Linked DNA regions of Rattus norvegicus: all the other regions are linked to region 2. The links are chromatin contacts, called in public Hi-C maps. All regions are on one chromosome and are shown on one strand. The core of a region is the stretch at or near the end of the contact, and the rest is flanking DNA. Distances in the headings are between cores, read along the strand shown.

Region 1 (4,428 bases), core at 1,335-3,834, 82 kb before region 2:
ATTCCAAGACATTGGAATCACCCCAGGAATCTAACGCTGGGAAAGGAAAAGGTTGGACCCTGGTAGCAGCCTGAATGGAGGGTCTGTCTCCTGGAAAGAGGTTTCATGGAGTTCTGGCAACCTGTCAGAACACCATGCAGGTAAGACTGGAGCTGAGAAGATGGTGGGTCAGTGATGGGCGGGACCACGTCAGTGATGGGCGAGACCATATCAGTGATGGGTGGGACCATGTGATGGGCAGGACCACACCGTGACCAGGACTACCTAGCTATGCCCTCCATTAAACCCAAACTTCATGTGCTGACCATGAAGATGGACTTAGCAGAAGTCATTGGACTTCTTTGTTCTTTTCCCAGTATGACCACATTGAATACATCTTCTCTGCTTTTCACCACTACGTGTTTAATTGGCCTACTGAGTGTGGATGGCTAATTATAATTATGGCTTGTCGCAGCTGCCAGGACCAGGGCTCTGGCCCTGATAATCCTGGTAATGTAGGGTCTGCCGAAAACAACAACAACAACAATAACACAAAAAGCTGCTGCTGCTGCTGCTGCTGCTGCTAGCGGTATACCAAATACCGTAAGAGGACACTGGACAAAACGCAGCATCTTGTAGAACCTTCCTACCCTTGAGACCAGAAGCAAAATCCTTCCCCTCTACAATATACCTCTTGCACATTCTGCTGACAAAGTTTAGCACTGTGAAGGTAAAACCTTCAAGGGGTTCAGATCCATCCTCACAAAGCTTTCAAATGGGGTGGGGCTGACAGGTTGTCAATCAGTATACTGCACAATCAAGTCAAAGAGGGTTGGACATTTTCCCTCAAATTCATCTCTGGAGAAAGGTGTGTCTACAGTATCTTGTAACCACAGGGCAATCAGACACCTTGAACGCCAGCAATGAAAACAATTACTTAGGATTTTTCTTGTCCTGAAATTTGCCAAAGGCTGTGTTGGGGAAATGACTCCATAGATAAGGCACTTGGTGTACAAGGGTCAAGATCTGAGTTTGGATCCCACAGTTTAAAAGCCAGGTTCAGCAACTTGCATCTGTAGCCACAGTGGCCCTGTGGTGAGTTTGAGAGGCAGAGATTGGGGAAATCTCTAGAATCTGGGAGGCCAGCTAGCCCAGGATATAGAGAAGCAAACAACAGACCTGTCTCAAACACACAGAATGTGAGGACTGATGCCTGGGTGTGTACACATGGGCTTCTGAACTAAGCATCTACGTGCCGGTGCTCACACACACGAACATGCACATATGCCTACCCTATCACCAATGCACACTGCAATGGAGCTTCAAACAGTGTTCTGACAGAGTCCCACAAACACTGTGGCCTTCCGCTAACTATGCCTTAAATGTGCTAAAGATATCCTAGATCCTCCCCTCCCCAACACACATACTTTCATAATGCTGGGGATGGAACCCAGGGCACCATGCATGCTATGTAAGCAGCTCACCACTGAGTTGTACCCCAAGCTCCCAGTCTTTCTCCCTTTTAACAGAAGGAATACTTCTCTAGAAGCCATTCCGTCGCGTGCTAATGGGTTCATGCCCAGCAGTCCCCTCTGTGAGCCTGGCATTGTGGGTATCCAATTCTTTCCTGCCTTGCTCGAGCTTTCAAGTCAGATCCTGCTTTGTCTACTTTCCTGAAAGGATGGAGAAAAGCTCTTCAAATGAGCGCCAGGCTGGGTAAAGAAAACTGCGAACTCCCTCCTGTTACACCCCAAAAGAGCCTGCCTACCTCCAGCAGTGGCTGTTCTAACCCCAAGGAATTGAAGACAAACAGTTCTTACCCGCCATGAACAGAACTTTCGGATGCCATTTAAGATGAAACGCCAGAGCAGAATAAAAGGGTGGGGTGGGGGGCTTCTCTTTCTGAGGTCACTGGAGGAGGCAGACAGCAATGTGTGCCATCTAGTTTAGCTAACCCGTAGTAACGACCTGCCAACAGAGTATCCAAAACGCTTTCTTCTGAGAGTGACTTTGGAGGGGGACTTTGCTGTTGTTGGGTTTTTTTTTTTTTTTTACAGTTACAAATTTTTTTTTATTAACTTGAGTATTTCTTATATACATTTCGAGTGCTGTTGTTTTATTGCATGTACATGTATGTGTCTATGTGTTGTCTATGTGCACACGTGTTCAGGTGCCCACGGGAGCCAGAATAAAAGGCCGAATTCACTGGAGCTGGAGTTCTAGGAGGTTGTGAGCTGCCCACTATGAATGCTGAGAACTGAACTTGAATCTTCTGGAAGAGCAGTGAATAATCTTAGGATGGAAGGGACCTCTTTGTATGTCAGTGTGTATGTGTGTGTGTGTGTGTGTGTGTGTGTGTGTGTGTGTACATGTGTGTGTGTGTATGTTTCTCTGTGTGTAGGTGGACATACATGTACATGTGTGTGGAGACTGGAAGACAGCCCCTTCTGTCATTCTTTTATATGTAATCCACCATTTCTTAAAACATGTATTTGCTCAGGCCTGGGGCTTACTGAGTAGCCTGGAATAGCTCATCTGGCAGCCCCAGGAGCCTATCTGCCAGACCTCTGCAGTGTTGGAATTCCAAGCACACATCACCATGCCTGGTTCTTACACATATTGTAAGGGTCAATGGCCTGCAAGACAAGGACTTTGCTACCTAAGCCGCCTTCCCAGGGCACTGAAACATGTTTCAGTGTAATCTCAGCCACAGAGTTCTTCCTAGTAGCAGTGCCTTCTCCATGCTAGGAGTCCAAGGTCAAAGAAAGCAGAGGCGTTCTGGTTCTGCTACAAAGTGTGAATCCCTAATCCTAATCAGAACTGCTCAGGGCCAGCTGGTGATTTTTACAGATTTTAGAATATTTTCATATGTATTTATATATTCATATAATTTTATAGGTTATTTTTATATATTTATATATATATACATAATGCATATATTAGTATATAAAAATATATTCTCATATATATGGCGTATTCCAGAAATGAGACCCAAGTCTATACACAAAATTCTTTTGTTTCATATAGAGCTTATACACACAGCATGAAGGGAGTGCTTTTGTTGGTTTTAATTGTCAGCTTGACACAATCTAGAATTACCTGGAAAAGAAGTCTCCACAGAGGACTGCCTAGCTCAGGCTGGCCAGTGAGCATGTTTGTAGGGGATTATCTGCAGTCTACTAATTGAGGTGGGGAGGCCCCGCCCACTGTGGGCGGCACCATTCCCTAAGAAGGGGAGTCTGAACTATAAGAGGGTGGAGGAAGTGAGTTTAACACTAGCAAGCACGAATTAATTCAACATTCGCTACAAGAAAACAAGACCAGCTCTTGTTTTCTTGACTTCTCTGCCAGGTGGACTGAAACATGGAATTGTGACCTTAATAAACCCCTCTTCCCTTAAGCAGCTTTGGTCGAGGTTTTTTTATCACAGCCACAGGGAAAGAAACTAAGCCAGGTTTCTTCCACAACATTTGAACACCATCAGTCACATCAAGTCAAGGTGGAATCTCCTTCTTGTGCATTCAAATAGTTTTAGGTTAGGGGCACTTCAGATTCAGGACTAGATGAGTTTGTTTCTCATTTCATTTTTAATGTCAAAAAAATGCACTGCTCACTGAACATACAGGGTCAGAGACTGAGCGGATGCTGTTCCCAAAGTCACCCAGGGGAATGGTGACAAACTCCAATCCCAAGTTTATCTGACTCCAGAGCAAGTGTGAAAAAACAAGTCAAAATTCAGACAGCATCTACCTAAACAAAACAAAACCAATAAACAGACCGATTGCTAACACATTCTAGTTTCTCAGATAGAAACATGTCTAAACAGAAGACATATATATCACTGCGTAACTGCTTCTTCCTTCTGCAAAAATCACGAGTCAAGAAAGTCAAACACCGAGGCTAGAGAGACGGCTCAGCAGCTAAGAGTGCACATTTATTGCTTGAGCAGAGGATCTGGGTTCATATCCTAGCATCAGATGCCTTCAGAGCTTCCTTTAACAATAGGGGGAATAGAGCACCCTCTTCTGGCCTCTGCAGGTACTGCACTCATGTGTACATGGCCACAAGGACACACACACACACACACACACACACACACACACACACACACACACACACACACACACACAAAACATGGTTTTAAATAATTAAAATCAAGCCAGAAGTGTATCCTCTAAATCTTCAGACAGAGGTAATTCTACTATAAAGATTAGAGGCTACACTTCAGCTTTTCAGTCTTCAAAGGAAACATCACTTTGAAAGGTAGCGTGCCAGGTTGAGGATACAATACAGTTTGGTGCTTGCCTGGCATGCACGAAACCCTGGGTTCCACCTAGTGCTCATAAACTAGCTGAGATAGAGCATACCTGTATTCTCGGCAACCGGAAGTGAAAGTAGGAGGATCAGAAGTTCAAAGCCATCCTCAGCTATAAAGCAAGTTCAAGGCCA
Region 2 (4,236 bases), core at 850-3,349:
TTCTCTGTCCCTAAAAAGGGTACTTAGGTCACTATTGCCCCATTCACTCCTTCTCTCCATTTCCAGAGCTCTACATCAAGTTTCTCATATGGACATTAAGTTGATAACAGAAGAAAAACTAAAATGTCCCCTAAAGGGGGGAGCTTTGTTCTGATCCTAAGGGAATCAGACTTAAGCCTGCCAATCTCAGCACTGAGCAACAGCCACAAAATAATTAGAGAAACTAAGGGAGGGTGGGAAAATTCATAGAAGACAGGTATGAGATGGTGTGACTTTGATGGAGATAGAGCTCCATTCCAGGAACAAAGGGTCCCCCACAAGTCCTGGGTGGGAGATCCCTCCAGACTTGACAACGAACTCGAGCTACATCAGTTAATGAACTTGCTTTCCACTTAAAACTCAACAGATTCTAATTTGATCTAACCTTATATCCAAGTGTAGTAACAGATGTGACTTTGCCATTACAAGGGAAAATTCACACAAACCTCTGGTTTGCTGCTTCCCAACTTTACAGCCCCAGAGGTACCCAGGATCATATTCAAACACCAAGCAGAAGGCCTGGCAACTAGTGCCAGGAATTACTGAGCTCTAGATCTAGACCAGGACAACCTCAGCAAATCAGAAGGCATTATCTGGGTCTTAACACTTACACACACACACACACACACACACACACACACACACACACACACACACACACACAGAGAGAGAGAGAGAGAGAGAGAGACAGAGACAGAGACAGAGACAGAGACAGACAGACAGACAGACAGACAGACAGAGAGAGAGAGAGACAGGCATGCACACAGCTCAAGGGTTCTCCAAAAGCCACTGGGGGAAACAAATACAAGCGCCACCCCTTCCCTCTTCCCTGCGGTGGCTTTGTGTGTGACATGGACTGGGAGCGCGCGCAAATGTTGCCAGGCTCACACACCCCCTTCCACCCAACCTGCTCCCAGCACAGAGTAAATGCGCGCGACTGAGTGGCCTGCGTTCCCAGAGAGTCGGTCCACCTGGCAGACCAACGCAGTATCAGGCCTCTGGTCTTCTACCCGCAGGGAGCAAGGGTATGACATCCACGCCCCCATCTCCTGAGGCCAGAGTGGCTCTAGAAAGCAGAACTGTGGTGGCAGTCACAGGCCAGGCAGAGGCCCGGGAATGAAAAAGGGTGAACAAGAGGGCACAGAGATCCCCACTCACACATCCCCTACCCCCAATTTTGTGAGCTGTGGCCCCAAAGGGGACCAAAGCGACTGGCCTGGCGACTCGGCAGGAAGTTCCCAGGACCGCACTGAGCATGCTCTAGGGGAGTGTGTACGCGGGTGTCGCCCTTACATCCCGCAGCCTCTGCCATCTCCCAGTCGTGGGTGCACGCCGGCTGGATCGTGGTCGGGGCTGGCGGTCCCCAGTACTATCTGGGTTCCGAAGGGTCTTCTTGACCTCTCAACCCGGAGCTCTGGATCTTCATATTCCTTCTCCCCAGGGAACTGGGGCCCCACTCCTTCATTCTTCTTTCCAACTGGTTCAAGGCACATCTCATGCTGAGCTCTCGGATCCCTAGGACCCTAGCCCCGCTCACGCTGGCATCCTGGTTTCTGGTTTCACCGCGGTCCCAACGTCCAAAATGCCAATCTCCTCCTCCTTCTCGCCTCCTCCAGCCCACGCCACCCGAGCCCCCTCTGGACAGTTCCTTGGAAGCCTAAAAGCCTCAGGGAAGATCTTCAGGGTCCCATGAGATGGGATGCTACTGAGCAGGTGGTGGACCCTCCAAGTGGGTCCCTTCGGTTGTACTCTGGGGTTCCCTCCCCCGTCCCAAATCAAACACGGCCAGTACATCCACCCACGCAGCCCCGGGTGTCAGCGTTGGACCGGATAAGGACTGTCTCAGCTCCCCTAGCGTCCCCCACGCGTCCCTCGCGATCCACAGTCCGTGCATCTCCCCGAGGGGGGATGGCGAGCTTCTGAATCGATCGTTCGACCCTGCAGCAGCTCTTACCTGCTAGTAGAGGAGCAGCAGAAGCACCATCAGTAGCAGTCGGGGTCACTCTCCTGCAACCGTGCTCCTGGGAACTGGGGTCCCAGGCACAGCCAGGAGCGGGGTCACAGCGCCCCCAGAGACTGAGGCACAGCTACCTGGGCTGGATGGAGCCTGGGGTGGCCGCCGCCACCGCGGGAGCCGCAGGGCTGCCGGGCGAGCGGGCCTCGGCAGGGACGGTCTGAAAACTACCAGCCCTGGCGAGGCCGTGCGCAGCGCGTCCACCTTCCGCCCCTAGACGCAAGCGGGGACGTTCCTCCTGGGTCCAAACGATCAGGACCGAATGGTTAGGAGATCTTTTCGAGGTTTCTACTACCCTTTCCAGATCGACCTACCCAACTTCTCTCAGCTTCTGGGCTCGCGCGGATCTCTAAGGCAAAGGGATTCCGGGCCACGGACGTTCGGCAAATTCCCCGCCCACCCCGGCAGAGCGCTCAGCCAATTCGGAACGCCTCTGCTTCTCGGGGATCGTCTGCAAACTCTAGACCCTGTACAAGAGCACTTGAAGCCGCTCCATTCTGCATGCAGCCCAAGGAGAAACAGGCAGAGAGCTAGACCGAAGGAGTTGAGTAAATAATACTCTAGCAAGGTCAGGGGCAGGGTACAATTACTGTTACATACAGTGCATCCTCCGGAGTGATGATCTCTGGGCCACCTCAGCAGTGAAGCCAGTGGGGAGGGAGATGGCGGGCTCAACTATTTAGGGGTCTTGCCAACTTTAATAAACGCCCTGAGCTCCATTTTATACTTGGTAGAATAGATTGGCAAAAGCAGTAGGAATTTCTGTCCCGTGGGTTTTTTTTTTTCTGAACAGATTCGTATTTGTTTATTTTGTGATTTGGGGGGTAGGGTGGGAATGGAAGGTGCAGTCTTACCTGACCCTGACTGGCCCTAACCAACTTGCTTTCTAGCAGAGGATAACCTCGAACTCTGGACCCTCTTGCCTCCATCTCCTGAGTGCGGGAAATTACAAGCATCAGCCACCATGCCCTTGGTTTTGGTGACCCTGAGCAAGCCAATTATCGTGCTCCTCTCAAGGGCTCCATTGATGAGAGCAATAACGGCTGCTTTCGTGATGTTATTGTGAAGAGGGAGTGAAATATTTGTAAAGGGTTTGGCAGTGACTGGTACACAGTAGGCACACAATTTTTCTAATGGGCTTCTTTGCTCTGCTGTGTCTGCGTTTTATGAGCAGCCTGGACAGCTTAACGCGGTACTCTTGTAAATTCAAAAAGAAATAAAGCACATCTCCAGCCCGGAGGGCACCACCACGAAACACTGACTAGCATGAAATATTCAATCAGCCACCCTCCAGGGAGCTGGCCATGCATTTACATCCTGGATCATTATAGATCTTGGTTAAGTGTTATCTGGAATGGAAGGAGGGTGGACTGGTGGATTACCCCGGGTGTAAATGACAGGAAGTCCTACTCCTGTGAGCCATTGCTATATCTAGTTACAGTATAAGGGTTGATCCTGCAGAATTTCTCCAACCTTGTTTCACAGACTCGCTGGGGTCTCCATTCCTGGGCTAATTTCACCCTAACTTTCCCCCCTCCACATCCCCAGCAGATTTATTTGAAACCTGGGGATTATAGAATTTTGGATTTTTTTTCCCCATCTAGAAACAATTTAGTTCTTCTTCTGAGTTTTGTAAAGTGGTTCTCTGGGCTACACAGCCAGGGAGTAAGAGCTTTTGACACCCAGGCCCTACATAGAACACACCTGTGGTGTTGACTCCTGCTTGGAGCACCCTGGGAATGCACACAAATGAAATCAGACCTTCTTTAACATCCATTCACCTGGAGGAAGAGGCCGGGCTACTTCTGGATCAGAAGAGCTTCCGGGGATCAGAGACAGTCCAGGTGGGGTCCGAGGACACAGAGGAAATTTGGGTGCACAGGATGACCTTTTCTGCAAACCCAAGAATATTCTGAGGTATTCTTCCTCTCAAGCCCTTAGGGGGGAAAATGTCTCAAGAAAAATGGTGACATCTGGTGGCCAGGACTTTCTGTGCTGGGTACAGAGTCTAATCACAATAGATTCCCTTGAAAGCCAAGTCCCATGGACAGTTCCTAACTGTACCAACCTGGTGGTCTGAAAACATCCATCACTTAAACCTTATAGAGGATATTCTATATAGTTATTTCAGATTCTGGAACCCAAAGCATATACATATATAAAGAAATAAAATAGGATATAAA
Region 3 (4,277 bases), core at 806-3,305, 110 kb before region 2:
GTATGAGGTTTGCCCTGCTTGTTCTGAGAGGAAAAAAAGCATGGTGACACAGGTGTGAAAAGAGACATGGCACCCTCTGAACGGTAAGAAGGGCCTGAGACGCATCCCTTTCTCAAGGCCAGTGTTGGAGAAAAGGCTCTACAATAGGGAGAAGGAAGGGTAGGCCCCATATTCACTTGTGGGCATGAGACACACCATGCTGTCTGTCTCCACAGTCTTCACACTGGGCTGCTGTATGGCTCCAGAACTTGGCCTCCCTTTGATAGAACTATGTGGCTGAGTGTCCAGCACAGCCCATCAGGAAATGAATGCCTCAAAGCCCCCAAAGACGTTCATTTTTAGGTTCCCAGGGTGCCAAGCAGTCCTTCCCTAAACCGCACCAGCTGTATCCTTGGAGAAAGCAAGGTCTCCTGAGACAAGTCCTGGAGCCTATCTTCCTCCTACCAGTCTTGCTGCAGTAACAATGTATTTTTCCTTCAAGGCCAGGGACTATGCTTTTACCACAGTCATTTCCCATGGGACTCCACAATGTCCTAGCCTTCACATGACAGCTCCCTTGGTCCTATTGGTAACAATAGGAAGACAAAAGGGGGAAGAGGGTGGTGGGAGGCACTTTTCTAGACTTGCAACTTTGTCTCACCTCACCTTGTTTTTTTCTCCTAGGACAATGGAAAGAGAGGTCTTGTAAAAGCTCTTATGTGCAGCTCAGAAAGTCATCTGGGGATGTGCACTCAGGGTGGCGCCAATACCCTAGACATAAACATCCAGGCTGGAGAGGCACCACCAGCCAAAGGCACTTAGGGCTACACAATCCAGACTGCTGATCAAAGCCCAGAGCTAACTCCCTTACCTGACTGACACCCACAATGCAGTCCTCCAAGGGGCGCCGGGGCGCCTCCAGCATTCATTTCCACAGCAACTCTCTCCTTCATACATTCACACTGGGCTTTTCTCCCCCACAGCACGTGGACCCTCCAGTATCCAGTGTGCATCTGTCTCCTGCTGGGCATACTCTGTCCAAGCCACCCCTTGAACCAGCCTTCCTTTTGCCCTTCAGTTACACAAACACTTCCAGGATGCTATCCCAGGACCTGTTTATTAGATGCCCATCAACAGATGCGTAGATAATGAAAACAGGACATACATACACCAGGGGATTTCATTCGGCTGTAAAGAAAAATGGAAATCGTGGGACAGTAAGTGGACCTGGATATTACTATACTGAGTGAGGTGACTGCTTCTTCCTCTAAAAACAGAGCCTAGCTTTCAATGTGTGTGTGCCTGTGTGTGTGTGTGTGTGTGTGTGTGTGTGTGTGTGTGTGTGTGTGAGTATGAGTGTAGGCTATGACACTGGAAAGGGGATCATGGTGGGGGGGAAAGGTGTTGAGGCTGGGGGAAGGGTAACAGAATAGGTGACCTAAAGGCAGAAAGGAGGCTATGGGGGAGGGGGAGGGATAAAGGGAAACATGAGGAAGAAAAGAGGGGAGGAGAACCATCAAAAGCAAACTTTGAAACTATCATAATGAAACCTAATAGTTTGTATAATAATTCAAATACATTAATTAAAAGACACATTCAGAAGAGGTGGCTTCTCTCACCACTCGAGGCAAAGAAGTCCCTGGGGCTTCTTTTAAAGGTGCCTGTGTGCCTGCGTGTGTGTGTGTGTGTGTGTGTGTGTGTGTGTGTGTGTGTGTGTGTGTGTGTGTGTGCATGCGCATGTGTGTAGAGGTGTAGGTATGAATACTTGAGTGTAGGTGTCTTCAGGGGTCAGGGGGAGACCCTGGATCCTCTGGAGCTGGGGTTACAGATGGTTCTAAGATACCAAGTGAGGATGCTGGAAGAACAGGCAACTCTTAATTGCTGAGACATCTATTTGGTCCCTCTAGGACTGTTTATAAACCAAATTTGCCCTTTGCCAATTTTCTACAAGGAAGAAGCGATTATTCTCTGACATTGCGCTCCTATTATTAAAGGCAGGGCATCCACGGCAGTAGAAGAATCCTCCTACCATAAGCACTGAAGCTGCTTAGGCCCAGCCAGCACAGATGGACCCAACAACAAGCCAGTCTCTGAGGAGGAGAGCCAGTCAAACGGACAGTTCAGGCCAGCAGAGTCCAAGACAAAACAGGCCATAGAACCCAAAGGCCGAGAGAAACCGGACAGCAGGAAGGTGGTCTGGGGGTGGGAGTGAGAAGCTCGCAGCTGTGTTAGTCTGAACTAGGAACTTCTCTGGAGTAAAGTACCCAGCATCCAGCGAGGCAGGAGGACATGAAAGGGTCACTAAGAGGTAGCAGGACTACAGATGGGGTAGCACTGTGCTGAATTTCCAAAACGAGAGCACAGAAGTGGCCCAGGTCTGACCTTAAGGAAAAGAGCACCACCTGGATTGGGAATGTGGGGCAAGCAGCCCCAGAAAGACTGGGTCACCTCAGAAACAAAAACAGCATTGACTGAAGTGAATGGCAACAGCCATGACCCAGGCAGGCCCAGTCCATGCTGGGCTGGCCTGAGGTAAGCAGGTGTGGCTGGGAGGCAGGAGCCCACACCCTGCACCCCAAGGATGAATGCCCCCACTGTTCTGCACAGGCTGCTGGGGACTTTCCAGCAACACATTTGAATGACCGAGTCCCAGAAGGAGTTCAGAAGTCTTTCTTCATTCTGCTTTCTGTTTCTTATTCCTTAAGAACTGAAATAAGATAAAAAGACGGGAAAAACTGTGAGGACGTGGGGAGAAAGGAGCTCCTCATGGTTGAGCACGGTTGAAGCCTCTCATGCCCAAATCAAGAATTCCAAAGCAATTCCTGTACTGCAAAGGGTGCTAACATGGAGACTTCTGTCACATACAGTTATTTTATAACAGGGGATGAGGCTGAGGCCTGAATGTGTATGACCTCAGATACAGTCTCATCTCCTCCAGTGACTAGGACACTTGTAGTCTCATAAGCTTTCTTTACAAAATTAAACAACAAGGAGGATTTGGCCACAAGCTGTAAGTTGCTGACTTCTTTTCATCAAAAGAATCCCGGGTAGTTGCTGAATCCCTAATGACCAGAGAATGGGCTACAGTGACCGAAGAAGGCAGAAATCAGAACGTTTTAGAAGTTTCAGTTCTGTGAAAGGAATGTTGGTGTCATCATGTTTCTAAGTAATCGAACCTGTTATAAACAACTGAGAGTGGCCATGTTCCAATAAAACTTTATTTATACCAATAAGCAGCAGTGCGAATTTGGCCCATAGGCCAAACCTTGCTCAACACCGTCCTAAGATCTATAAGCTCGATTGTAATGAGCCAGGAGTCATTTAAAAATCAACTATTCAAATTCGTCAAGCAGCGAAGCTCTGTTTACAGCACACCAAGATGCGCTGACTCTTCCTATGGGAATGGGAGGGGAGGCTTGTCACTTTCCTATACTCTGACACAGATCCTGAACACGTAGGACCAACTGTTCATCCATCCTCTCAGGGCCATTGTCTCCACAGTACACCAAACACGGTCTGTATCTGCAGCAGACAAAAAAGAGTGTGCAAGCAGATGGCCCACACAGCCCAGCTAAGCCGTACAATATGCCAAAGTTTCAGTATCTTACCTAAGACATGTAGCTCAGGCTGGCCTCCCAGATTCCCGTGTAGCCAAAAGTGACTCTGAACTCCTGATCTTCCTGCCTCCACCCACCGGAGCTGCCTACCTGACACTGTCACCAGCGGTGGCAAAACCAAGGAGAGGTGGGGGTCACCATGATGTCTCTCCAGACTCTCAGGACTAGCACTAGATCACACCGTAGCTAACACCACCCTGCCACCACTTAGTGGCTAGTGTGTAAAATCCTAAGCCAAAGGAACAGTGAGGTTGCCAAACTCAAGACTCAAAAACAAACATACCAGTCATCTACTTTAGAATGCATTTGTTATCGTCATATTTGTCGTAACTAGGGGGAGGCTACTGGCATCTCCTGTTAAAAGCTCATACTATGTGTGCTAAGGGTCTTTAAGGGTCAAATTGACACAGTCTATAATGGCCTGAAATAAGATTCGATCAAATAATATTTTCTTCTCTCTCTCTCTCTCTCTCTCTCTCTCTCTCTCTCTCTCTCTCTCCCCCACCCTCTCCCTCTCCCTCTCTCCCTCTCTATTCCTAGCAGTCTCAAGCTGTATAATCAAGTTACTTAAGCTCGAGTCTATGAGGGAGGCGGGCATCAAGTCAGGGAGTGACCGAGCAAGCAGTGTTCTTTCATGGTTCCTTCCTCCAGGCTCCTGCCTCCACTCCCCTCAATGATGGA

What was found. A called contact is a pair of places that touch in the nucleus more often than the background predicts.
Region 1: a contact with region 2 is called in a Hi-C map of kidney, with 2.2 times the contacts expected there. The contact joins the enhancer-like site here to the promoter of Mgat5 in region 2. A contact is called at or near these places in 2 of 12 Hi-C or Micro-C datasets (both in kidney).
Region 3: a Hi-C map of the A7r5 cell line shows a contact between it and region 2, with 3 times the contacts expected there. The contact joins the enhancer-like site here to the promoter of Mgat5 in region 2. A contact is called at or near these places in 2 of 12 Hi-C or Micro-C datasets (the A7r5 cell line and frontal cortex) and 1 of 1 datasets of contacts at active chromatin or transcription factors (oligodendrocytes).

The regions. Positions count from the first base shown.
Region 1 is chr13:41,308,352-41,312,779 of GRCr8, reverse strand. The region is part of intron 2 of Mgat5 (alpha-1,6-mannosylglycoprotein 6-beta-N-acetylglucosaminyltransferase); the gene reads right to left. Among named protein-coding and RNA genes, the nearest start is that of Mgat5, 82 kb to the right of the region's middle. Within about 2 kb of position 2,584, at least 1 of the 93 cell types and tissues checked has an H3K27ac peak or open chromatin away from gene starts, as enhancers often do. A contact at or near this core is called in kidney, where this site is marked.
Region 2 is chr13:41,226,525-41,230,760 of GRCr8, reverse strand. It overlaps Mgat5 (alpha-1,6-mannosylglycoprotein 6-beta-N-acetylglucosaminyltransferase), which reads right to left and starts at 2,099. Exons shown (of 18, transcript NM_023095.1): 1 at 1,994-2,099.
Region 3 is chr13:41,334,204-41,338,480 of GRCr8, reverse strand. The region is part of intron 3 of Mgat5 (alpha-1,6-mannosylglycoprotein 6-beta-N-acetylglucosaminyltransferase); the gene reads right to left. Among named protein-coding and RNA genes, the nearest start is that of Mgat5, 110 kb to the right of the region's middle. Within about 2 kb of position 2,055, at least 20 of the 93 cell types and tissues checked have an H3K27ac peak or open chromatin away from gene starts, as enhancers often do.